Regions from separate parts of the Sus scrofa genome. Here region 2 is linked to region 1. The links are chromatin contacts, called in public HiChIP or PLAC-seq maps. All regions are on one chromosome and are shown on one strand. Each heading gives the region's core, a stretch centred on a gene start, on an enhancer-like site or on the middle of the called end of the contact. The rest is flanking DNA. Distances are from core to core; before and after follow the strand shown. Region 1 holds the start of UBE2V1 (ubiquitin conjugating enzyme E2 V1). Region 2 holds the start of TMEM189 (transmembrane protein 189).

Region 1 (7,327 bases), core at 3,166-5,665:
TTGCCTTTCCATTTCCCTCTGATGGTACGAGAGCAGGCTGGGGAAGGAACTAGAGACAAAAATCCCTCTAGGCTCTAGTCTGAGTGTCACCATTCCTCAGCCAGCCACCAGTCTCCCTTAGAAACACTTTCCCTGATTAGCTTACTAGCTTGAGGAGCCTTAAATGAGACGACATAACAGCTAAGTTAAAGTACTAAGAAAAACTCTAGACCACTACGTGTAATATCCAGCTGTAGTGTTAACATCGCTACTTCACAAAGTGTGCTGCTCTGTACGTCCCTGAGGCCCTTCAGAATTAAAGAGAGGATTCCTGACTTCACATTTTTCTATTCTACTTTTATCAAACCATTGCGGAGCTACACTTGAGGTAATGGGGTGGGAAGCGGGGAGAGAAAGGGGATGTGGCAGTGGCGGGTAGGAAGAGGGTGCTTTTAAAGTTATTGTGAAAAATAAAAAAATAAATAAAGTTATTGTGAAGGGGAACATCTCAATCATCACATTAGCCTTGGCAATCCCTATGAGGAGCTATAGGCTGTACCAGCCCAACAAAGCATTTTCCCTCCATCACTGGAGCAGAATGCTGTGCCTTCAGCTGAGTACCACATGAAGAAGTCCTCTTGAAAGCAGGGCCCATGTCGTACAAAAGGCACTCAGCTGGTATCATTCTTGTGTGTCTCACCGTGTGAGCATCTTAAGGTGCCAGTTGGAGCTAAGAGACCACAGGTTCTCATCTCCCAGCTCCAGCTGCTCCTGGGGAACACCCCTGAATGAAATGGAAGACCACGTAATATCCACTGCCCATTTAGTTAAATGTTCATTTGAGGAGTGTGTGTATGAGGCCACTCCAGCATATGCAAATTTAAAACGCAAAGGGATTACTCTTCTGGTACTCAAGTTTCTGGTTAATTGTCAGGGAAGACTGTAGGCGGCTGGGTGAGAGGAAAGGCCTGGCAACCAAGAGCTACTCTTTGAGGTCCTGCAATCTTGGCCAGGGCAGCATGGGCATCCTGAGGATTCTAGTGTACTTTCCACAGTCCCACACCCTAAGAGCTAGGCAGAAGTCACACACTGCAGAACCAAAGGAGGTGAGAAGGTGTTGCCAAGTGTTAAAAGCAGTGACCACAAAAAACTAAGCCCTTATAGGAACTCAAAGGCTTCACAGCTGTTTCCTGGCAACCAGGGGCATGGATTAATCAAGAGGCTTGTTCTAAACCAGTCTAGGGAAGGCCTCAGGGCCTCTGACCACACCTGAAAGGCTTCTCAGGGTTAGCAGAGAGGCCTGTACACTTATTTTAGTATAATACAAATAAAATCTTTCTGCTTCGACCGTAGCACTCTGCACTCTTACTGCTTGGAAGCAGATATCGGATCTTTCTCCTCTTTTTAAGACTCTCATTTATTCATTCAACAAATATTTACTGAATGTCTCTTTCAGACCAAACACTTGTTAATGGCTTCCCTTCACACAGAATAAAATCCAAAACCAAGAGTTCCCGCTGTGGTGCAAGGGGTTAAGAATCCAATTGCAGTGGCTGGGGTCACTGTGGAGGCATGGATTGGATCCCAGGCCCAGCTCAGTGGGTTAAAGGATCCTGCACTGCTATAGCTGATGTGTAGACTGGATTCAATCTCAGGTCCAGGAATCTCCATATGCCCAGGGTGCAGCCATTAAAAAAAAAGAAGGGGAAAAAAAAAAATCCAAAGCCGTATCTCTGCAACCCATCTCTTTAAGAAGACTTCCTTGCACACTAAGGCCTTTATTTTATTCTTTCAGCATGCCAAGCTTCATCCTGCCACGGGGCCTTTGCACTCACTGTCTCCCCCTCCCCTGCCTGTGACACACACTGTTGGCTCCTTCCATCATTTGTCTCAGTTCAAATGCCCCTTCTTGGAGAAGCCTTTCCTGACCACCTCTCCAGACACTATTACATTACACAATTCCCTTCACAGCATTTACTGTTATCTGAAATCTTCTTAATTATTTTGTCCTTTAATGGGCTTCTTCCTGACTTGAAGAGAAGCTCCTCAAGGACAGGGACTATGTCCATCTTGTTCGCTATTCACACGGAACACAGCAAACCCTTAATAATATACCTGTTGAATAAATAAAGGAGTTCTGGGAAACCCATTTTAGGGCAACTCAAAACCTGTTCCATCTTATCTAAACCATGCCAAGTGTTCTTATATGCCACTAGACAGCAGCTGAAGATGTTTTATCTGACCACCACAGCATTTATGAAGAACTCTTCAACTGGCAGGGCCTCAAGAAGTTAGAATTAGGTAGCTGTTAAACCGGATTATAGGTAGCCACTATCAAGTGATTGCCAACAGGGCTGAGTTGCAAGAGCACCATAATGCTGGCTGCTCCAGGCACAGTGCACCCCCCTGTTCATAGCAACCTGGCAGGGGTGTTATTCTAGTGAGAGGTTTCCCACAGCAGTCTGGCCTGACTCAGCCTCTCTCTTCTGAGAATGTCTCTGGCGGTCTCTTGGTAAATGAACTGACTCAGCACTGTTCCAACTGAAATCAAAATCTAGGAAAATGATGTATGGTTTCCTCTGTCCTCTAGGAAGACCCCATTGCTTTAAGTATAAAAGGCAGCCTGTGGCAGGTGACTTCAGTCAGATCCCCCACTTCAAATTCCCTCTATTCCCACTATAACAATCAGCCAAAGATGGCTCCTTAGGATACTGGAGGGGGACCATCGTTGAAAGACACACTCCCCCCACCCTGTTCACTTTGGGTCACCGACTCTCTCCTAACAACACTGCTGCAGCATCAGATTTCAATGTCCGGGCTGGTGGTCCTGTTTGCTTTTTCCATCACAGGTCACCCACTGTCACCTCATCTGGGAGGACTTCACTGGCCAATTTGACTGCCAGGCACCTCAGGGGACAGCATCCTCACCAAAAGGGAGGGAGACACTGTCATTCCCAAATCCTGCATTTCCAGAATCAGACTCTCTTGCATCATCAACCCCTCTGAGGGACCTTCCTCAGGCAATCCTCAGCCTGCCTGCTCCAGAAGGCCATTTGAGTCCATCCCCTGATGCTCAACTGGGAGTGTTAACTCTGAAACAGACCCTTCAGGATTTGATCCTCTGGCACATCTCAGAAATGTAGAGCAGGGAATCCAGTTTCAAAATAAATGCTACTTCCCTTTATCTACTAGGGCCTGGTAGACCCCCCCCTCCACACACACACACAAAGTGTAGCCCCCTCATGCTCTCTTGCCTCTCAGCCTTCTTCTCCAGTCACCCAAGGTTCCCATTTCACTTGTCCCTCTCCCCATGCCCATCAAGTCGATGGAGAACTGCTGAGCTGAACAACCATGTGTTATCAATATTCAAAAGAGTGGAAAGGAGTGACACTCAATAAAGATCTTTTCTAAAAGAAATATTTCTGAAACCCGACCTTTTCTTACTGTCACCCACTGCATGGGGCTTCCCTCAGTTGACTCCTACCCCAGACACCTCCAGGGCTCCCAATTCATCTCTTCTTCGCCCAGTATCGCAGGCTTCCACCAACTGCCCTACCCGGAGCTATCCAAAAACCTAACATCTATCTTCTCAAATAGGGGCCTGGTAACCATGGGGTCATTTCACTTTCTGATGCTCCAACGAGATCCCGCTGGAATCCGAGAAATCCTTTTCCCCTTCTCTTATCCTGTAGAGATACCCCGAATCTCCCCAAAAGCAGACACCCCAGACACCCCCTTTCTAATCAACATAGAAATTTCCTCAGCTAACCCCATCCCCAAAACTAACACTGGAGTCGTCCCCTGAACCAATGGGGGATCCTCTCAATCACTTCTCAGAATGCTGTTTCCTTCCCCCATCCATCCGGAGAGGCTTCTCTGAAGTCCCCGCTAAATGGACATCCCACGGTTGCTTCCCCCCCGCCTAGACCCTCAGCACCCAATAAAGGACTTCCATTCGTTTGGGGGAGCCTCCTCGTCCTCCAGAGAACCCCTTGATCTCCCCCCAGAGAGCCGCCAGCTCCAGTCTCCTCAGGGGTGTCTCTGGGCTCACCCCTCGCCCGCTCTCGCCGCCCAGCAGCGCAGCGGGGCCGGGCCCTTCCTCTCAGCTGGGCCCTCACACCGCCCGGGGGAGCCTCTGGGCCTTGCCGCGCCTCCCACAGGCCCCTCAGGCCCCCGCCCGTGCTTCCGGCCACCGCCTGCTCCTCCTCCCCACTCAGGCCGCCTGGGTCGCCGCCGTGGGGCCCAGCAGACAGAGGCAACGCAGAGACCCTAGCCCCGCAGCAAGGGCCTTTGCAGGTCCCCCGCCCCCGGCCCGAACCCCTGCCCCCTCGGCCGGCCGGGCCCGGCGCCCCCGCTCACCCGAGCCCGTGGTGGCTGCCATCTTGCGTCGCTGTCGCTCAAAGGCCGGCCCCTTCTTCACCCCCCGCCCGTCCCGGGGCCTTTCTACGCATGCGTGTGCGCATGCGCAAATCCCTCCGCTGACGCCAGCTCCGCAGACCGCGGGACCCGTTGCCGGGAAGGTTTTTTTTTTTCTGCCCTTTAGGAGAGGAAATATTTGCGTGCGCCATGGCCAGCAGCTTGCAAGGTCCTTCAGGTTTGGGTGCGAAGGAGCTATTGAGGTGCTTGGTGAGAAAGGCAAGGGTGATCAGACTTGGAAAGGCGTGACTGGGAAAGAAAAAGATAAGAAAGCTTAAAAAAACCCGCGTATTGTCATAACCTATAATGGAATATAATTTGCAAAACAACAACAGCACCACACCACAAAAACCTGAATCCCTATGCTGTGCACCTAAAGCTAACACAGTATTGTAAATCGATAAAAGTAAAAAAGTAAACATGCAAATTTATAATATATTTTTTAAAATGCCTATTTTGCTTTAAGCATTTTCCTATCTAGTTGGATCTTCACATTTCTACCAGGTGGGGATAAAAGAATGAAGCTGGGATTAAACTGCAGAGTGAAGGGAAGAGGTGTTAACCGATTTAACTAAACTCAGCTGTTAAGTGCCTCAGTCAGAATTTGAATGTGGGCCAGGTGTCTTGCTTCCAGGATGGATGCTCCCAGGCCAGAAGGGTCTTATAGAAGGGTAGCTAAAATGGTTTGGGGGGCATTAAAGTGTCAAGGAACGCATTCCCCATTCGCTTGTTCCTTCCTTCATTCATTATATCAAACAAATATTTACTAAGTATCTATTATGTGCCAGATGCAGTCCTAGGTGCTAAGGATGACTATAATCCCTGAAAAAGCAAGCCCTTGCTCTCATGGGCTTACATTTTAGTTGGAGACAGGAAGAAAGTAAACAAGTGGGAAAGAACATAACTATAATAGGATAGAGAGTAAACTAGAGAAGGAGTGGTCAGGGAGGGCCTTCTAAGGCCTCCTTCAAACTTCAATAAGGACCTGAATAATAGGAAGGAGGTAGAGGGAATGGCATGTGCAAAGGCCCTGGGGACATTTTGCAAATGTTAAATCCAGAAGAAACTCTTCAATCTTAAATGTTCTGAGAAGCCCTTAATATGGATATAGAAACTGATGCTGAGAGAGGTGAAAAGATTGCCTCAAGGTAACACAGCTAAATATGGGCAGAGAAAACACCAGGGCTTTCAGTGCAGAGGAACAAGGAAGTTGGAAGCCTTCACTCAGTGCATGCAATTCATCATTCTGTTCTGACAGCAGTGTCTCCTAAGCATCTCTCTTCTCCATCCACTTCTTCCAGGCTCCCCCTTTCTCCCACTTGGATGACCTAGCAGCCTCCATTCTTGCCCTCATGTTCCATTCTCCTTATGGCAGCCTGAGTCTGCTCAAAACATCCTTCAACTTAACTTTTCAGTGGCTCCCCATTCTCACAGAATAAAACACAGACTTTGCAAGTTGAGGGACCACAGAACACTTATCCAACAAGGAGAGTCATTAGACTGAAAGGGGGCCAAGACTGAAATCTTGCTCAGACAACAAGCAGAACCAGGACTCGCCAGGGCAAATCAAGATGTTATCCACCCTACTACCCACAAGACCTGGCACCTAGGGCCAGGACTAGGATCGGGCCAGTGAGGTGTTTAGGGCACCCAACCTAAAGGGGCTTTCACTCTCAGATCTAGGCTCTGCGCTTGCACCACCCTTCAAATGAGTGCCTCCCTAAAATCTGCACCCTGGGTGTCTTACTTCCTCCCTCCCCTGCCTGAACCTCTTAAGACTTGCTGTCCCTCTCTAGCTACACTGGCCCTTTTCAAGACCTCTGGTATGCATGTCCTCTTCCTCCTCAGGGCTTTTGCCTGCGTTGTTCCAACTCTTCCCAGCTCCAGCACTGCCCTTTCAGGGACGCTATCCCTGATTTCTCCAACCAGCTCAAATTCAGCTATGATTCTCAGAGTGCCACTTGTGTCTTCTTCCCAGCAGTGGCTGCCTGCAATCATCTTGACATTATTCTGTGTATCACATGATTCAAGTTTACCTTGAAGGGCACAGAAAATATTTGCCCCCTGACTTTAGGTCACTGTAAACGTCAAGATAGCAAGTGGGAGGTTTTTGGGCTCCTTAGCTGGGCTCACCTCTGGAATGAAATTTTCTGGGTTCGGGGCCTGCTTCACCACTCACTTTGCAGTCTGACTTCAAGCAAGAGACTTGAACCTCTCTTGGCATCAATTTCCTCTTGTGAAAAGGGGGATGACAGTACCAACTTCATAGGGTTACTGTGGAGATAAATACGTTGATAAACGCATTGGCACTGAGGGAGAAGGGGATACTAGAAGAGCTGACGTTTATCAAGCTGTCATATCCAGCTCTTAATCCTCAAAACTCAATGCAACAACTCCCAGGAATAGCCCCATTTTTTCAGATGAGAAAACAGACTCAGAGCTAACAGGTGGAGGCGTGAAGATTAAAACACAAGCCTCTCATCCACAATGCTCATAATTATTTACTGGCATAGATTCCTTGGTTCCCGCAGGAAACTTCTGGCAAGCAAAACTCACAATAAGACTAACTCCACAGAGCGCTTCGAAGGAGGAGTAAATTAACCCCGACAGCCCGTGGCATGCTGGTTATTATAGGCTAGCGGTGTCGCAGAGCCTGCTGGGAGTTGTAGTCCTCCCTAAACTAAAGCTCTCGTAGAGGCTCCGCCCCCTCCCCGGAGGTCGCCGCCAGACCTTAGAGCTGCATTATTTCTGTCGCCTGTACTCCCTTCGGTCTCTGCGCTTGAGCTGGTGGTAGCTTCAGCGGGTGAGGATGAGAGTCTTGTTTTATTGGATTCGTGGGAATATTAAAATGGCTAATAGAACTGAAGAATTTAGAAAAAGACTTGGCACAGAGCGAGTGGTATATAAATATTAGTTGCTGCCATTATTAGTT
Region 2 (7,327 bases), core at 2,996-5,495, 33 kb after region 1:
ACAGAGAGATGAGAAAGAGAAGAGGACAGAGACAGGGAGCAATTACAGGGAGACAAAGAGAAAGAGGGAATGAGTATGGCCAGGGAGGAGGAGAGACAAAGAAATGGAGAAAGAACAAGATTGAGGGAGACAGGGGAATCCAGGCCAGAAGTGTGGCAGGAACAGGGCCCAGTCAGGGAAGGGGCCTCAGGGAGGCATGTGTGGGGGACAGAACCCAGGCTCAGCTCTAGGACTCGGGCCAGGACCCCCGCCTAGCAGTCCTACACCCTCCACCTTTCCCCTGAGCCCTCGCTAAGAGTCCCTGTGTCCCACAGGGCAGGGTCATCCATAGTTAGCCAGGGTAGTGAACAGCTGGTTCCAGGGACTCCTCAAAATCCACCCCTGGAGGCAGGGCGCCAGCTGGCACCTTCTGGGAAGCTGGACACCTGCCTCACCTCCCGGTTTGCCCAGGAGGCTTGGGGAGGCCGGCCAAGCCCTCCAAGCTCTTCCCAAACACCAGCACCTGGCAGAGGGGGCGGTGGTGCTGCGAAACCCAAACCTGGACGCTTGTGGCTTCTGAGACCCACAGGACCAGGCCCCAACTCTTTGGCCAGACACTCAGAGCCCACAGGATCAGTTTGAGGCTGCCTCGCCCCAAGCTGCCCTGACCAGGCGACTCACAGCTCTTAGCTGACACGAAGCCCTTTGTCTCGCCTGCTGGCCCTGCACACATGCTGCTGCTCTGTTGACCCGGAACACTGGTCCCTGCCCGCACACCCACCCCAGGATGGCTCACCTCCACAGTGAAAATTTAGAACATGGAACCCACAATGCCCCTGACCAGTGTTCTGGTTCTGGCTCTGCTGGCTGTATGACCACGGGCAGGTCACCACTCTTTGCGAAGCCTCAGAGATCTTTTTTTTTTTTTTTTTTTTGGTCTTTTTGCCTTTTCTTCTAGGGCCGCTTCCGCGGCATACGGAGGGTCCCAGGCTAGGGGTCGAACTGGAGCTGTAGCCGCCAGCCTACGCCAGAGCCATAGCAACGCGGGATCCGAGCCGCGTCTGCGACCTACACCATAGCTCACGGCAATGCCGGATCCTTAACCCAATGAGCAAGGCCAGGGATCGAACCCGTAAACTCATAGTTCCTAGTCAGATTCATTAACCACTGTGCCACGATGGGAACTCCCATCAGAGGAGATCTTAAAGATGGACAGAGTGCAGGCACTTTAGGCAGGCCAAACAGATGCAGCCCCTGGCCCTGCTGGCCTTCCTCTGGTGGGGGCAGATGCAAGTCGCATCCCAGGCAAGAAATGTTAGGAAGAATGCATATGGGGGGTGGGCCATAAGGAGGCTACTGGGGTCTGTAAAATGGAGTTAATACCAGGGTGCCCCAGAGACAACTTCCGTGAAGATGAAATGAGAGTGTATGAGAGAAAAGCCCAGCATACAGTCAGTGCTCAATAAATGCCAACTATGTTAACTGCCTTATTATTGCTGCCAACTACTAAGGTGCCAATCCCCTCTGGCCCCAGGAATCTCAAGAATTCAGTCCTGGAACCCAGGAACTTTCCGCCTCTCCCCTGGCTCACTCTGTTCCAGCCCACCAGCCTCCTTGGTGTCCTGCAAACACTGCAGGCTTGCTCTCACCTCAGGGCCTTTGCACTTGCCGTGTCCCTGGTCTGGATCAATCCTTTCTCAAATATCTTCATGCTTCCCTCCCTTCTAGTCTCTGTTTAAACGTCATTTGGTCAGTGAGGCCTCTCTCTACTGCCCTCTCTCTAAAATGTCACTGTGATTTCACTTTCCCTTTTTCTGCTACAAGTTTCACAGCACTTGTCACCATTAGGCAAGTAAGATATTTCCCTTGTTTACTGAGTTTACTAAAATGCCAGCTCCATTCTTCTTACTTTGTTTACCTCTTTGCCCTCAAAGCCTAGAACAGGGACTGGGACAAGGGTGCTCAATATGTATTCAGTCTGGCCCCTTATTTTAGGCCCAGAGAAATGAAGGTTCTTATTAAAAGCTACATAAGAAAGGGACAAAGGCAGGCAGAGGGAGGAGGATGGAATTTGGAGAAACCGTTCTTCCTTCCTCACTCCCCCTACCCAGGCACTTTTCCCAGCCCTGCCCCAAGTGCAGTCAGGAGGAGATAAGGTCTCTGACTGCAGGTGTGGGGCACCAGGAGATTGCAGCCTTAGATCCCCAAGTGGCTGTTCTTTAGAGAGTGAGGGGCACTTGGGGAAACCAGAAGTGGACAGAGGGTCAATCATGGGAATGAAGAGATGGTGGTCCACTGGGGAGGCTTAGAATGACAACGTACGATTTGGTTGAAGGTGGGTAGAGCTGGACACCAAAGGAGGGGGGCCCCTGAATCCTTGATCCCAGGTGGTGAGTCTGAGGACCAAAGAGGCAAGGCAGCTTACTCCGAGACTCACAGGAAAGGTTCAACTATTGGGTTAATAACAGGGATTGCCTACTGTATCCCAGGCACTGGCCAAGGGAGATGATCTAATTTCTTCTTTTCAATGATACTGAGGAACAGATAAACTGTACCTTGTTCCCATTTTAGAGGTGAGGAAACAGAGGCTCAGAGATGGAAAGTGGCTTGGCCCAGGTCATACAGCTAAGAAGTAGAGTCCGGAAGTCAGGTCCAGACTGTCTTAGGGAGCAGAGGAGGTTTTAAAGGCCACAGACTGGGTGTCTGGGGAACAGGCTGAAGAAACCATGGCAGCATGGGCCAGGTGCCCAACTTAGGCATGAAAAAAAATTACAAACAGAACATGGAATTACAAGTCTAGAAAGGCCTCTGGTGAGCTAGGACACAAAGAGAGAGCAAATGGCCCAAGGTCACAGTTATGGCAGAGATGGTATGCAAACCCAGGCCAGTCAGGGCACAAAGCCAAAGGTGGTAGTGGACTCATGCCTGCCCCAGGCTAGGGCTGTACATGGTGGATACACCCTGGCAAAATGAAAGATGTCCGAACGTTTGACAAACAAAGCTTGGTGTGATGGCAACATCCAGGCAGAGGGGCCTCCCAGTCACCTGACTCCAGAGTTCTCAAAGGCACTTCCTTAACCCCTGGGGACACTTGGCCTTCCTGCAACCTGGCAATGAGATTCCTGAAGCTCAAGTGGAAGTCAGAGAAGGGGGAGGGCGCTGGTGCTTGCCGGAGCAGAAATGGTAGGCCCAGCAGGAAGAAGCCAGGGCCCTTGGCCTGGGGACAGAACCTCTGGAGACCCTCAAGTCCTAATAGAGGGGGCTAATATAAACACATGGGAGAAGGTTGGAGTTGGGGCTTGTATATGAGAGGAGCTTAAATGGAAGATTCGTAGTGCCCCCACCACCCTAGGATTCCAAAGTATGGAGTGAGAGATAATGCTGGGGGGAGGGGAGGAGGAGGGAAGGGTGGTCTGCAGATGGAATCTATAAATACAGGATGGGGCTTTGGAGGAAAAGTTTCTGGGGAACCCATTAGCTGTGGGACCCTGAGTTGATGTTCCCAGAGCAGGGAGCCTAAACGTGCCCAGATTTGTGGGGTGAGGTTACTAAAGTCCAGGGCCTTGGCTAGGGCAGAGATGGGGCCCTAGAGTGTGAACTTCCGATCTGGGGAACTTGGAATACGGTGTAACTTTTGGGGGGGTCGAGGACGGTGCATGTGGCTGAGGGGTTGCCTTCAGCTTGGACGGGGTCCTGGGGTGCGGGGTGGTTCCTAAGTCTAGGGACGCTCTTTGCAGCCGCGGGTACCCTGGGCTAGGATCTGGATCTGGTAGGATGATGGGAGCTGTTTGTTGCCCGAGGAGCTGATATGGCAGTTTCTAGACCTGGGGACTGTTTTTGCATCCAGAAAGTCCCGGGACTGGGATTCTAGCTTGGGCTTGGAAGAGGCGCAGGGGTGGGGTCCCGGACTTAGGGGTGCTATTTGCAAGTTAGAAGCCGCTGGAGTTTGCATCGAGGCCTGAGGCAGGGGTTCCGATACAGCGGACTGGGGGTCGCTGTCCGTAGCTCGGACGGGTGACTGCAGGCCCGGAGGGGGGCCCAGAGGTCCTACCTGGTGAGTAGAGCGCGGCCAGCTCGCGGGCCCCGGCATGCTGCGCGCCCCAGCGCCGGCAATACGCCGCCTCGTCCTCGTCGAGCTCCAGCTGCTGGCCCGGTCCGTCTTCCGCGCCCGCCATGGCCACTCGCCTGGCCCGCCCGGTGCTCTCTGCTGGCGGCGGCGGCGGCGGCGGCAGGGCCGCGGAACCGCGGCGAGATCACGCCGCCCAATGACCGCCCAGCACCGCGCGCGACTGCGGCGCTGGCGGGGACCTCGCCCGGCCGCGCGTCACAGCCAATCCGGACCCGCGCCGGGGCCACACCGGCCAATCAGCGGCCGCTGAGCCGCAGCCAACCGCGGCGAGCGGGGGGCAGGACCGCAGCTGGCGCAGCTGGGCACGGAAGCGTAGGGCGGCGGCGCTTCTCTCCCGGTCCCGCTCCGTCTCCGGCGCCAACCGCACCGGAACGCGGGCAGTGTGGACGCCCACCTCGGGCTCGGTTTACCCGCCGGTGGAGAGGGCCGAGGTCTTGCGCCAGCGGACCTAGAAGCGGCGTCTCTTCAGCACGCGCAGTCCAGCGTCTACTCTGTGCCAGGGACCCGTGTGGAGGGTGCCTGGTCGGGGCCGGGGAGCCAGCGCTTCCTGGGCACTTTAAACAGTGCTCCCTGGCTGGGACCGGTTTACCCCGGGCCGGCTTCTGGGCCCTGCCGCGCGAGGACCGAGCGTACCCCTACGGTGCGCGGCGCGCCGGGGGACGAGAGACGTCGAGCCTGACTCACCCCTGGGGACTCCTGCTCTCCTGAGGGAGAGGACAGGAAACTGCTGAGAGTCACTAAGATTTGGTGAGCGCTTAAGACCTGTTAGGCGCCGGGCCAAGGGCTGGACAACAGCATGTTCTTACAATAACGAATTGTGTTGCCTCCTCAGAGGCCCCTCCTGACCGCGCCACTCTGAGTTGCTCCCTCCTCTCCGCCAGTCACTGTGACATCATCCCTTTTGTCTTCTCAGTGCTTGTCGTAGGCGGTGAAGAGTTCGCGTCCTCCCCACCAGAAAGCAAGCTCCCGAAGGCCGGGACTTGGGTGGTTCACAGCTGAACCGCCGTGTCTGGCTCAGCATAGGGCTCCTGTTGGAAGCTCAGTAAATGCTGAATGCGTTAAGGCTCAGCCAAATGACTTTACTGCCTCAGCAGGTAAATGACACGTCCAGCTGGCTACAAAGTACAGAATAGTTGTTCACATAAATTCCATATGGTGCTACCAAATGGGAGGCCACGGAAGGACCCAAGAGGTGCCCAGGGGGAGCAGGGACCGGACATAAGACCCCTTCTAGAATGTATTTTGGAGCTCCATCCTTGTTCTGGTGTTCTGAGGGTTTAAGCCCTGGATTTCTCAGCTGCTAGGAAAAGCCAGTCACCTCAGGTGTGATTCCTGGGTGTTCTTGTGCCGGGTGGCTGCTGTCTCCAGCCAGGCCTGTGCTCCTTCCCTGCTTCCTTCTATACTTCCTCCCAGGAAAGAAAAGTATGCTTCTGTAGCAGGGACAGGTTGCAGCCCAAATCCTGATGAATTCTGGCAAAAGTGGGTGGCCTTGTATTATTAGCATACACCATTCGATTTTTCAAATCCAGGAGTTTAACGTGTTTTGCCTTGATGGGGGCTGGATCTCAGATTTCAAGGAGACAGCTTCCCAAGCTCTCTGCACGTGTCCCAGACCTCCAAGCAGGTTGCGATGGCTGGTTACTGCTGATGTCTATCAATCTCCTAGTGCAGCACAAGATGGGTGAAGGACAAACAGACTGCTAAGGTCATTCATTCATTCACTCAGCACATATTTATTAAGCACCCACCTGGCCTGGGCTATTCTAGGGAAATAGCAAGGAACATGACAGTCTCCTGGGAGGTGGGGGTGAAGGTCAGAGAAGACCTGTTCAAGAAGTGACATTTGAGCTAAGACCTAAAAGAGATGGAATGAGCTATGGCAATATCTGGGGGCAAACTGTTCCAAGCTAAAGAGTTCCCAGTGTGGCTCAGTGGTAACAATCCTGACTAGTATCCATGAGGATGCAGGTTCGATTCCTGGCCTTGCCTAGTGGGTTAAGGATCCTGTGTTGCTGTGGCTGAGGTGTAGGCTGGCAGCTGTTGCTCCAACTGGACCCCTAGACTGGGAACTTCCATATGCTGTGGGTGTGGCCCTAAAAAGCAAAAAAATAAATATGGGAGTTCCCATCGTGGCTCAGTGGTTAATGAATCCGACTAGGAACCATGGGGTTTCACGTTTGATCCCTGGCCTCGCTCAGTGGGTTAAGGATCCAGAGTTGCCTTGAGCTGTGGTGTGGGTCCCAGACTTGGCTCAGATCCCGAGTTGCTGTGGCTGTGGTGTAGGCCGGCAGCTATAGCTCCGATTAGACCCCTAGCCTGGGAACCTCCATATGCCTTGGGAGCGGCCTAGAAAAGGCAAAAAGACAAAATAAATAAATAAATAAAAAATAAATAAATAAAAATTGTTCCAAGCCAAGAGAACAGCAAGTGTAAAGGTTCTGAATCAGGAACATGCTTGCCATGCCCAGGAACAGCAAGGAGGCCAGGGAGATAGGAACCAGGTGAGCGATGGGAAGATCGGGGGAGGGGAGGTCAGAGAGGGTCAGATAGGGTAGAATCTTGAAAGGATTTAGTGGGTCTTTGGTTTTTACTTAAAATGAGCTGGGACATCTCTAAGTTTTTTATTTTTTAATTTTAAATATTTGTTAATTTTTTAAACTTTTACAATTTATTTTTTAATTTTTAATTATTTATTTATTTATTGTTTTGTCTTTTTGCCATTTCTTGGGCCATTCCTGCGGCGTATGGAGGTTCCCAGGCTAGGGGTCCAATCGGAGCTGTTGCCGCTGGCCTACACCACAGCCATAGCAACTCAGAATCCGAGCTGCGTCTGCAACCTACATCACAGCTCATGGCAACTCTGGATCCTTAACCCACTGAACAAGGCCAGGGATCGAACCCGCAACCTCATGGTTCCTAGTCGGATTCGTTAACCACTGAGCCACAACGGGAACTCCATAAACTTTTACAAATTTTTAATTAATTTTTTAAAAAATTAATTTTTTTTGGCTGTGCCTATGACATACAGAAGTTCCCGGACCAAGGACTGAACCTGGGCCACAGCAGTGACAATGCCAGATCTTTAACCTACTAGCCACCAGAGAACTTCCCTCTAAGGTTTGAATAGAGAAATTACATGACCTGATTTGTATTTAAGAGAATGATTTTTTTTTAATATGTAGGACATTCATACAGTTTGAAAGTAAAAAATATATATAT

The links. HiChIP or PLAC-seq counts read pairs in DNA pulled down with a chosen protein or histone mark.
Region 2: a contact with region 1 is called in an H3K27ac HiChIP or PLAC-seq map of alveolar macrophages. The contact joins the promoter of TMEM189 here to the promoter of UBE2V1 in region 1. A contact is called at or near these places in 1 of 5 promoter capture datasets (liver), 20 of 47 Hi-C or Micro-C datasets (alveolar macrophages, blood, brain and 10 more) and 2 of 2 datasets of contacts at active chromatin or transcription factors (alveolar macrophages and skeletal muscle).

Annotation. Positions count from the first base shown.
Region 1 is chr17:51,660,083-51,667,409 of Sscrofa11.1, forward strand. It overlaps UBE2V1 (ubiquitin conjugating enzyme E2 V1), which reads right to left and starts at 4,416. Exons shown (of 4, transcript NM_001205094.1): 1 at 4,339-4,416. The coding sequence starts at 4,360. It overlaps LOC110257429 (a long non-coding RNA gene), which reads left to right and starts at 7,103. Exons shown (of 4, transcript XR_002340005.1): 1 at 7,103-7,327.
Region 2 is chr17:51,693,736-51,701,062 of Sscrofa11.1, forward strand. It overlaps TMEM189 (transmembrane protein 189), which reads right to left and starts at 4,246. Exons shown (of 6, transcript NM_001205093.1): 1 at 4,031-4,246. The coding sequence starts at 4,154. It overlaps LOC102164659 (a long non-coding RNA gene), which reads left to right and starts at 4,391. Exons shown (of 3, transcript XR_002339851.1): 1 at 4,391-4,855.